Linked DNA regions of Mus musculus: region 1 is linked to region 2. A link is a contact called in public Hi-C data. All regions are on one chromosome and are shown on one strand. Each heading gives the region's core, a stretch centred on a gene start, on an enhancer-like site or on the middle of the called end of the contact. The rest is flanking DNA. Distances are from core to core; before and after follow the strand shown.

Region 1 (3,617 bases), core at 792-3,291, 35 kb after region 2:
AAGTAACCTATGGCACTTTACCTGTACTGATTCTCCGGGGCTTGGCTCTCTGCTCGCTCTGGAACCCAGGAATAGCTGTCGGCTGCATTCTGAGGCTTCTTCTCTTTTATCTCCTCCTTCTTGGCTCTCCGTTTATGATAAATGAGAATCCCTAGGGCCAGCACCAGCAAGAGTGAGATGGCCACCACCGTCCCCAGGATGTAAAACAGAAGCAGGTTCTGCCCATCGGTGTCACTGTGTGCAGACACAGAATCTTCATGTGTCGGCTTGCTGTGGCCGGAGGTCGTGGGGAGGTATGTGCCCAACTCGAACCAGACATCAGATACTTCACTAGGGATTTCTATTTCTAGTGGAACAGAGGCAGTGGGAATATCTGATTGGACGAAGAGACCTGTTGTCTGTGCTCTGTTGGAGACATCCTTAGAGCCACTAGGAGAACTGGGCATTTCAGTAGGAGGCATAGTACTCTCCTTTCTGTCATCGTTGTCTTCCTTTTGGGGAGGCCTGGCTGGTAGTTCAGAAAACACAGTGCCCCTGCTACAAAAGACCCCATTGGGAGCCAGCTCCCAGCCTGGCGGGCAGCCACACCTGAAGGAACCATCTGTGTTGAAGCACAGGGAATCACATGGATTGCCCCTTGCGTCCGAACACTCATCTATATCCTCACACTGGGTACTGTCTTCCCCAGACACAATATAGCCCTCTTTACAGGAGCAGTAGAAAGAGCCATCAGTGTTGATGCAGCCTTGGGCACAGGGCGAGTTGGCAGCTGCACACTCATCCACATCTTCACAGGCCTCTTCCTTGGGGCCACTGGGTTGGTAACCAACCCAACATTCACAGTGGAAGCTCCCTAGAGTGTTGACACAATCCTGGGCACAGGGGGAGTCCTGGCACTCATCTATATCCACACAGTGCACTTGGCTAGAGTCCAGCTGGTAGCCGCTGGGACAACGGCAAGTGTAGTTTTCACTGAGTGGTACAGAATGGCACATGCCACCTCCTGTGCATGGGTTTGAGCTGCAGGGGTTCCTGGAGGCACAAGTTACTAGATCATCCAGCAGTCGAAATCCAGGCCGGCAGCCGCAGCGGAAGGAGCCATCGCCACCTTCGAAGCAATCCTGCTGGCAGCCCCCGTTGTTGAAACTGCAACCAAACTTGGGGCTGACACAGAGTGGGCCTGAGCTGCCCCAGTGAAATATTCCTGGAGTCTTTTCATTGCATAGGAAATAGTGGGTTTCACTCTTAGCTTCATCCCCACAAGCTACATTGGCTACAGAGGCAAAAGGCACAGCCTCCAGAGAGGAGGTAGTGGCCTGGAAAGGGGTGGTATAGGTCACCCGCCCTGGACCACCCAGCGCCAGTGGCCTACACATGCCTTTGAAGTTGAACTTGCACAGGAAACCTTCAATGCTGTTACCTGGAGCTTCGGGGGTCCCACAGGGACTCTCATGCCACTTGGGCAGATGGCTGGGGTGAGGTGTCAAGGACAGGTCCAGTATGAGGGACACACAGCGTTTAAAGATACAGGAGCTCTTGCTGGCTTTGTACCAGTTTGAATAAGCTGTGTCCTCTCCACCACCCACCCAGCTGAAGCCCCTCATTGGCAAATCATGGTACGTACAGTTGCCCTTCTCTCGCTGGAGCCCGATCCAGAATTTGCCCATCTTTGCTTCCAAGGGTGCCTTGGTCTTCAGGAGCTGAGTCAGGGCTTGCTGAACATGCCGGGCCTCCTCCTCACTCTTCACGGTGGCAAGATTGCCTCCATTCTCATTGCAGCGATGCTGGGCTTCAGCGGCACTCAGCTTGCCCCAATGGGCTGTATAGCAGGCAGTCCCCTCGCACACCACAGCCTGTGAATCAGCAGCAGCCCCTGCCCAGGGCTGGCCAAGGAGCCCCAGCAGCAGGAACAAACCAGTTGAGATGGCCATTCTTCTGTGTCTCCTTCTGGGAGGGGCTAGACTCCCCTGCGGTGACAGCAGCAGCCGGTGGAACCTGGACCTTGACACCAGGCTGTGCTCTGAAGGGAGCAGAGGCGCACTGCTGCTTTCACACTACCACAGCTCTGGCATTGAGAAGGTTACAAAGACTCGCTTTTCACGTCCTCCTGACCCAGGGCGCATCCTGTGCTCTCCTACTTCTTATTTCTCACCGGATGCTGGGGTTTCCTGCCATGAATAGCCTTCTGACTCCTGTTGCCTTCATCACGGTTTTGTTGTTCAGAGGGCAGTCTCTGGCTCAGAGCTGTGGAAACACAGAGGATCCAAGAGATATGGCTGCTTTATTTTGAGTCCGTTCACTTTCCCATACCACAAAGAGCCCCAGTGGCATGCTGTCCAGTGAGCAGAGACTTTGGGGGGTGGGAGGGTAGAGACTTGAAAAGTATCATCCAAGTAACCCATGATAAAATTCCACTTCAGATTGCAAACCACCAGAAGGGAAAGAAAAATATGTGACGCTTGAGACACAAGGGCATGGAAAGATTATAGTTTTCGGCCTTTTTTAGAAGCAAACTGGATCTGCTTTTTTTTCCTATCTTGTACCCTGTCTCTGTTTTTGGAGTCGTTTTTTTCTTTTATTCTTCCCATCATGAACTTTAAATAGACAGGAAGCTTTTAAATAGGATTTTGGCTGTGGGAATTTCTGGGTTTCCAACAATGTCAATCTCCATGAGAATATATATATTTTTTAAAAAGGTGAAAATAGTTTTCAGGGTTTCCTAGTGCACTATAAATGAAGTGTCAGGGTCCCCAAAAGATCAGAAAGATGGGAAAATGAACCTGGCCTGCCTTGTCATATTCCCTAACCCAAGGCTTAGGCGGAGTTCAAAGGCACAGGAGCACAATCAGAGGCTGCAGCTCAAAATCACGATGTAAGAATCAACACCCGGGCAGGCGTTACAGCTCACAGCACCTGGGCCAAGGCCTGTCTCAATCAAAGCTAGCCACTGGAAGGTGGAAACTACGTTTAACTGCCCCTGTCCCCAACCACCACCATATTCTACTTGACCCCAGCTAGACTCAGAGTCTAACACTTTGGAGAAAGTGTTAGATTAAGAGATAAAGGAAAGTAGTAACAGAATGAGGCCACACAAGTGTGCTAATGAGCCCAGCCTCCTAAGATAGGTTAAAAGCCACTTCACAGAGTCATCCCAGTGGAGGCAGGATCCAGCTGAGGCAGGATTCTGGGCAGATCTTGAGCACTCACTCCTCTATTGCTGGCAGCTGGCTACACTGTTCTCTCACTTGCTTTTGAGGTCACTTTGCAATTTCTAGTCTTGGCCTGCCAGATCATATGCCCCTTCCAGAGGCAGGGCTTGACACGGGCAAATGTCCTGATAGATTTTTTGGGGTGGGGTGGGGGGGTGTTTTGTTTTGTTTTGTTTTCTTTATTAGATGCAATTTCTTCTTCCCAAGATGCCCACGGTTGTGAGTGTGGTCGTGACTTGCAAGAGGAAGCAACCCAAAAGAACATGTGAATTAAGAGATTTGTGTTACCACAGATCTCAATGTTAGTGGGAAGTGGGGAACTATGGCAACACTGAAAGGGAGAGGGAGGGGAGAGAAATAAGGAGAGGGAAGGACAGAGAGAAGATAGGGGGAGACTAGGGAGGAAGG
Region 2 (3,747 bases), core at 1,082-3,581:
AAAAAAATAAATATCTGGGTCATCTCCAGCCCATGGGGTCAAGGTTTGCCTTCAAGCCTACAGATCAGCAGCACTAGGAGGTGAGGTGAGGGACTGGGGTACTCTGGGATCTCCGCTGTATTTGCCACCTCCGCCCAGTTGTCCAGTATCTACTTGGAAGAAACTGGGCTGTCCTGCTTCAAGTCCTCCCTACCCTCGCTTGTCCTGAGAGGATGGGCTCTTCTCTGGTTATTATACCAGCCAGGGTGCTTTTAAGTTGCCAGAGAACACAGCTGGGAGGCTGGAGAGAGAGAGAGGAGAGGAGAGGTACAGAGCCCGGAAAGACAAAGGCCACCTGGGTCTCTGGAGCAAATCCCTCAGAACTTCTGCAGCGTCCGATCAGTCCTGACGTGCTGCAGCACTACCTCCTTGGCGGAAGATGCGCACTTGTACTCCAGCTCTGCACGAGCAGCGCCCTGCTTCTTGCGCAGGTGACAGAGAAGCGCCAAAAGCGCCACCACCAGGGACAGGCTGGCAATGGAGATGCCAATGAGCACGCCAGAGTGCACTGGCCTTGCAGAAGGGGGACCTGTCGGAGAGCCTGGCGTAGGGCTGACTGGAGGCTCCCCAGAGCCCTCCTCTTCCTTGGTGTCTTCCCTAACAGGGATGGGGTCACAGTCTTTGCTAATCTGACCAGCAAGGGCTGTGTCAGGCCCGCAGATACACTCATAGGAGCCAGGGAAGTTTCGACATTCACTGGTGAAGCATTCGCCTTGACTGCACTCATCAATGTCCGTGCATACGGAACCCTCGTCCAGGATGAAGCCTTCAGGGCATTCACAAACAGTAGGAGAGTTAGGGTCACAGTCTGCTGGGCACGAAGTTTCATTGCAGAACATTTCGCACTTGTGCGGTTCATCCGGCTTGGGTGCGAAGCCTGGAGCGCAGATGCATCGGTAGTCGGTGGGGCTCACTGGCTGGCACTGAAACTCGCAGTTAGATCCGAAACACGGATCCAGAAGCTCCACGCACTCTCCATCCACCAACTCATAGCCATCATAGCAGAAGCATTCGAAGCCGCCCTTGGTGTTAACACAGAGCTGGGGACATGGATTGGGCCCCTGCTTACAGTCATCCACGTCCTCACACCGGTGTCCGTCTGCAGCCAACTGGTAGCCTGTCTCACACATACAGGAGTAAGAGCCTGGCACTTCAGCGTTGCTGACACAAAAATGCTCGCAGAGTTCGTTGCACGATTGAACCACAGGTCTTGCACACGAACGTCCATCGGCCTGCAGGTCCATGTCTCTGGGGCAGAGGCATCTGGGTTCATTCGTGCTCCTATTGCACAAGTACTCACAGCCACCATTCTCCACGCTGCAATTCCAGGCTCCTGTCGCTTCCCAAGCCCAGTGTCCCTCTGAAGTTCCGGGCGGGGCCCTGCACACCAGCTCCAAGCCAAGGGGCTCCACCGCGGCGGAACTGCCTACCGGCAGCGTTTGAAAGTCCGCACCACTGACCCCGAACGGGGTGTTGTAGGTACTAGAGATGTGGGCAGCCTCAGGATCGCGAGTATTCACCGTCAGAGGCCTGCAGGAAGCTGTGAAGTAAAACTCACAGAGGAAACCCTGGGTCTCAGTCTCGCATGGCTTCTCTTCCCAGGCCGGCTCGCCGGGTGCAGCTTCAGTTGCTGTCGAGACCGTGACGCACAGAGGGCCGCAGAGTGGAGCCGTCTGGTCGTTGGGCCGCGCCCACCTGCTGTAACTGGTGTGGTTATCGCCAGTAACCCACTGGAAGCCGCGCAGGGGCCCGAGATGCACCGGGTCGTCACAGCCCTGCGGGAGCTGTAAACCGATCCAGGGCCCTAAATCCATACTGCTCTGGCTCAGCAGAAGGGAGATGACATCGGCAGCCACTGAGGAGCGCACTGTCATCAAATGTCCTTGCAGGCGCTGGCAGGCCTGGCTGGCATCGAGGAAGGTCGCGGGGCCCTGGAAAAGCGCGAAGCACTCATGCTCCACGCATTGACTGCCTGTGGGCTGCAGCTTGGCTAGTGCGGAGAGCCCCAGGCTAGCTGGAGCCAGCACACCCAGAAAGAAAATCCCAAGCATGCTGTCCAGGGGTGCACCGTGCAAGTTCCGAGAAAAGCTAGCCCTGCGCTGGTGCAGACACCCAGTCCAGGCAGAGGGGTTTCCGTATGCCTGCGGCGACAGCAGCTAGCCTCTATCACAACCTAGACGTTTCTAGCCCAGGCTCCTAGTCCCTGCGAGGCAGCCTCTAACATGCCACTCCGCTGAAGCTCCAGTTTATAAATGCGCGGCCCTCCCTCTTTGCACGTTCGGGAAAAGGAAGGAAGTGCCTGGTGGGAAGGGCTGATGCTGCGTTCTCGGATTACTGGGTTCTCCGGACGCCTTGCGCCCGCCCTCCAGCCTGGGATCACCTCTGCGCGATGAGTTAAAAAGTCTGTCTGGGCGTTGGGAGGCCCTCGGGCGTGGCCTGCAGGCGCCACCACAGAACAGAACTGTGTCAGCAAGACGACAGTTCCTGCCCCAGACTCTCCGGTATAGCCCGCGGGTAGCCTGTGTTTAAACCTCTACACACGTACACACACTCAGACGCGAACACACACACACTCACACTCACACTTCCACATAGATGCTACCAAAGTTTGGAAGATGGTCCGGTTGGTGGGGCAGGGAAAAGAAAAGTCCAGTAGAGGTGTGTCTGAGACTTGCAAGACTCTGAAAAAGGTGAGCTAAATGCAAGGCAGGAACTCAGGAAGCCTGGCTGCATTGACAATCGGAGGTTTAGGTCCCAAATGACCTTGGAGGAGGCCAGGGGAAACAATACTAGGGCAGCAAGAGGAGAGAGTGGTCTAATAACCCCAAACCCTTCTCCAGTCTCCATTCCTCTCCTGTTCTGAGCAGGCATCTCCAAGGCCAGACCCTATCTAGTTGCTTGAGAACATCGTGCAAGTTTTGTCTGGGCTCAGAGATCATGGCCCCCTTTCCCAGTTCAATTCCTGCAGAATCCTCTGGGGAAGGTGTGTTGCGTTCCTTTGTTCTGGTTTGTTTTGTTTTCCTCCAAGCCTATCTCAGACCCCTCAATGAAACTGGCCCCGGGGTGGGGAGGGGGGGAGGGGGCTTTGCAAGGAGACTGTATGAGCTACAATAGAGCCTACTTGGTTCCTTTTGACGTGATCATTTCCATCGTCATTTGAGAGTCTCAAAAGATAGAGGTGCCTACACAATCCGTTTGCTCACAAAGGGCATTGAAGAGGAGTGTCTTGTGGGCAGCTGGGAGGGGAGGAAGGGAATCTGTCACTTAAGACTTTTAGATGCTAAGCACTCACCAAGAATGTGGAGGGCTGTGTTCAAATCAAAGCTTAGCCACCTCCTCCCCACCTCTCTCATCTGCCTATTCCCCAAGCGTGCGCGTCATCACACACACACACACACACACACACACACACACACACACACACCAAGAGGACCCTGCACTCCGTGGCAGTCACTTCCACCCCACTGCCAGGAGGCGGTGCTGTTGAACTCTAGACCAATCCAAGGACAGTAGAGCATTACTTACTACAACTGCTACGGAGCAGCTCAGACTGCCTGGAGCAAAGCTGAAGGTTAGGAAATTCGTCTGTGGGAAGCCTCGCGAAGTTCCCATGGCTTACAAATGAATAGCTTCTCTGGTTCAGTACAGCTCGGACTTTAGATGAGAACAGAAGGCTGCGGTGTCCTCACGTGGAGAAAAACATTCACA

What was found. A called contact is a pair of places that touch in the nucleus more often than the background predicts.
Region 1: a Hi-C map of LSK cells shows a contact between it and region 2, with 2.3 times the contacts expected there. The contact joins the promoter of Cd93 here to the promoter of Thbd in region 2. A contact is called at or near these places in 8 of 39 promoter capture datasets (the 3T3-L1 cell line, 3T3-L1-derived adipocytes, embryonic stem cells and 3 more), 1 of 15 datasets of contacts at CTCF or cohesin (the NIH/3T3 cell line), 18 of 484 Hi-C or Micro-C datasets (B cells, the C10 cell line, the G1E-ER4 cell line and 13 more), 7 of 115 datasets of contacts at active chromatin or transcription factors (the 230-238 cell line, CD8 T cells, bone marrow-derived macrophages and 3 more) and 2 of 9 other capture datasets (adipose tissue and liver).

Annotation. Positions count from the first base shown.
Region 1 is chr2:148,441,494-148,445,110 of GRCm38.p6, forward strand. It overlaps Cd93 (CD93 antigen), which reads right to left and starts at 2,042. Exons shown (of 2, transcript NM_010740.3): 1 at 22-2,042. The coding sequence starts at 1,931.
Region 2 is chr2:148,405,857-148,409,603 of GRCm38.p6, forward strand. It overlaps Thbd (thrombomodulin), which reads right to left and starts at 2,332. Exons shown (of 1, transcript NM_009378.3): 1 at 1-2,332. The coding sequence starts at 2,090. The coding sequence ends at 357.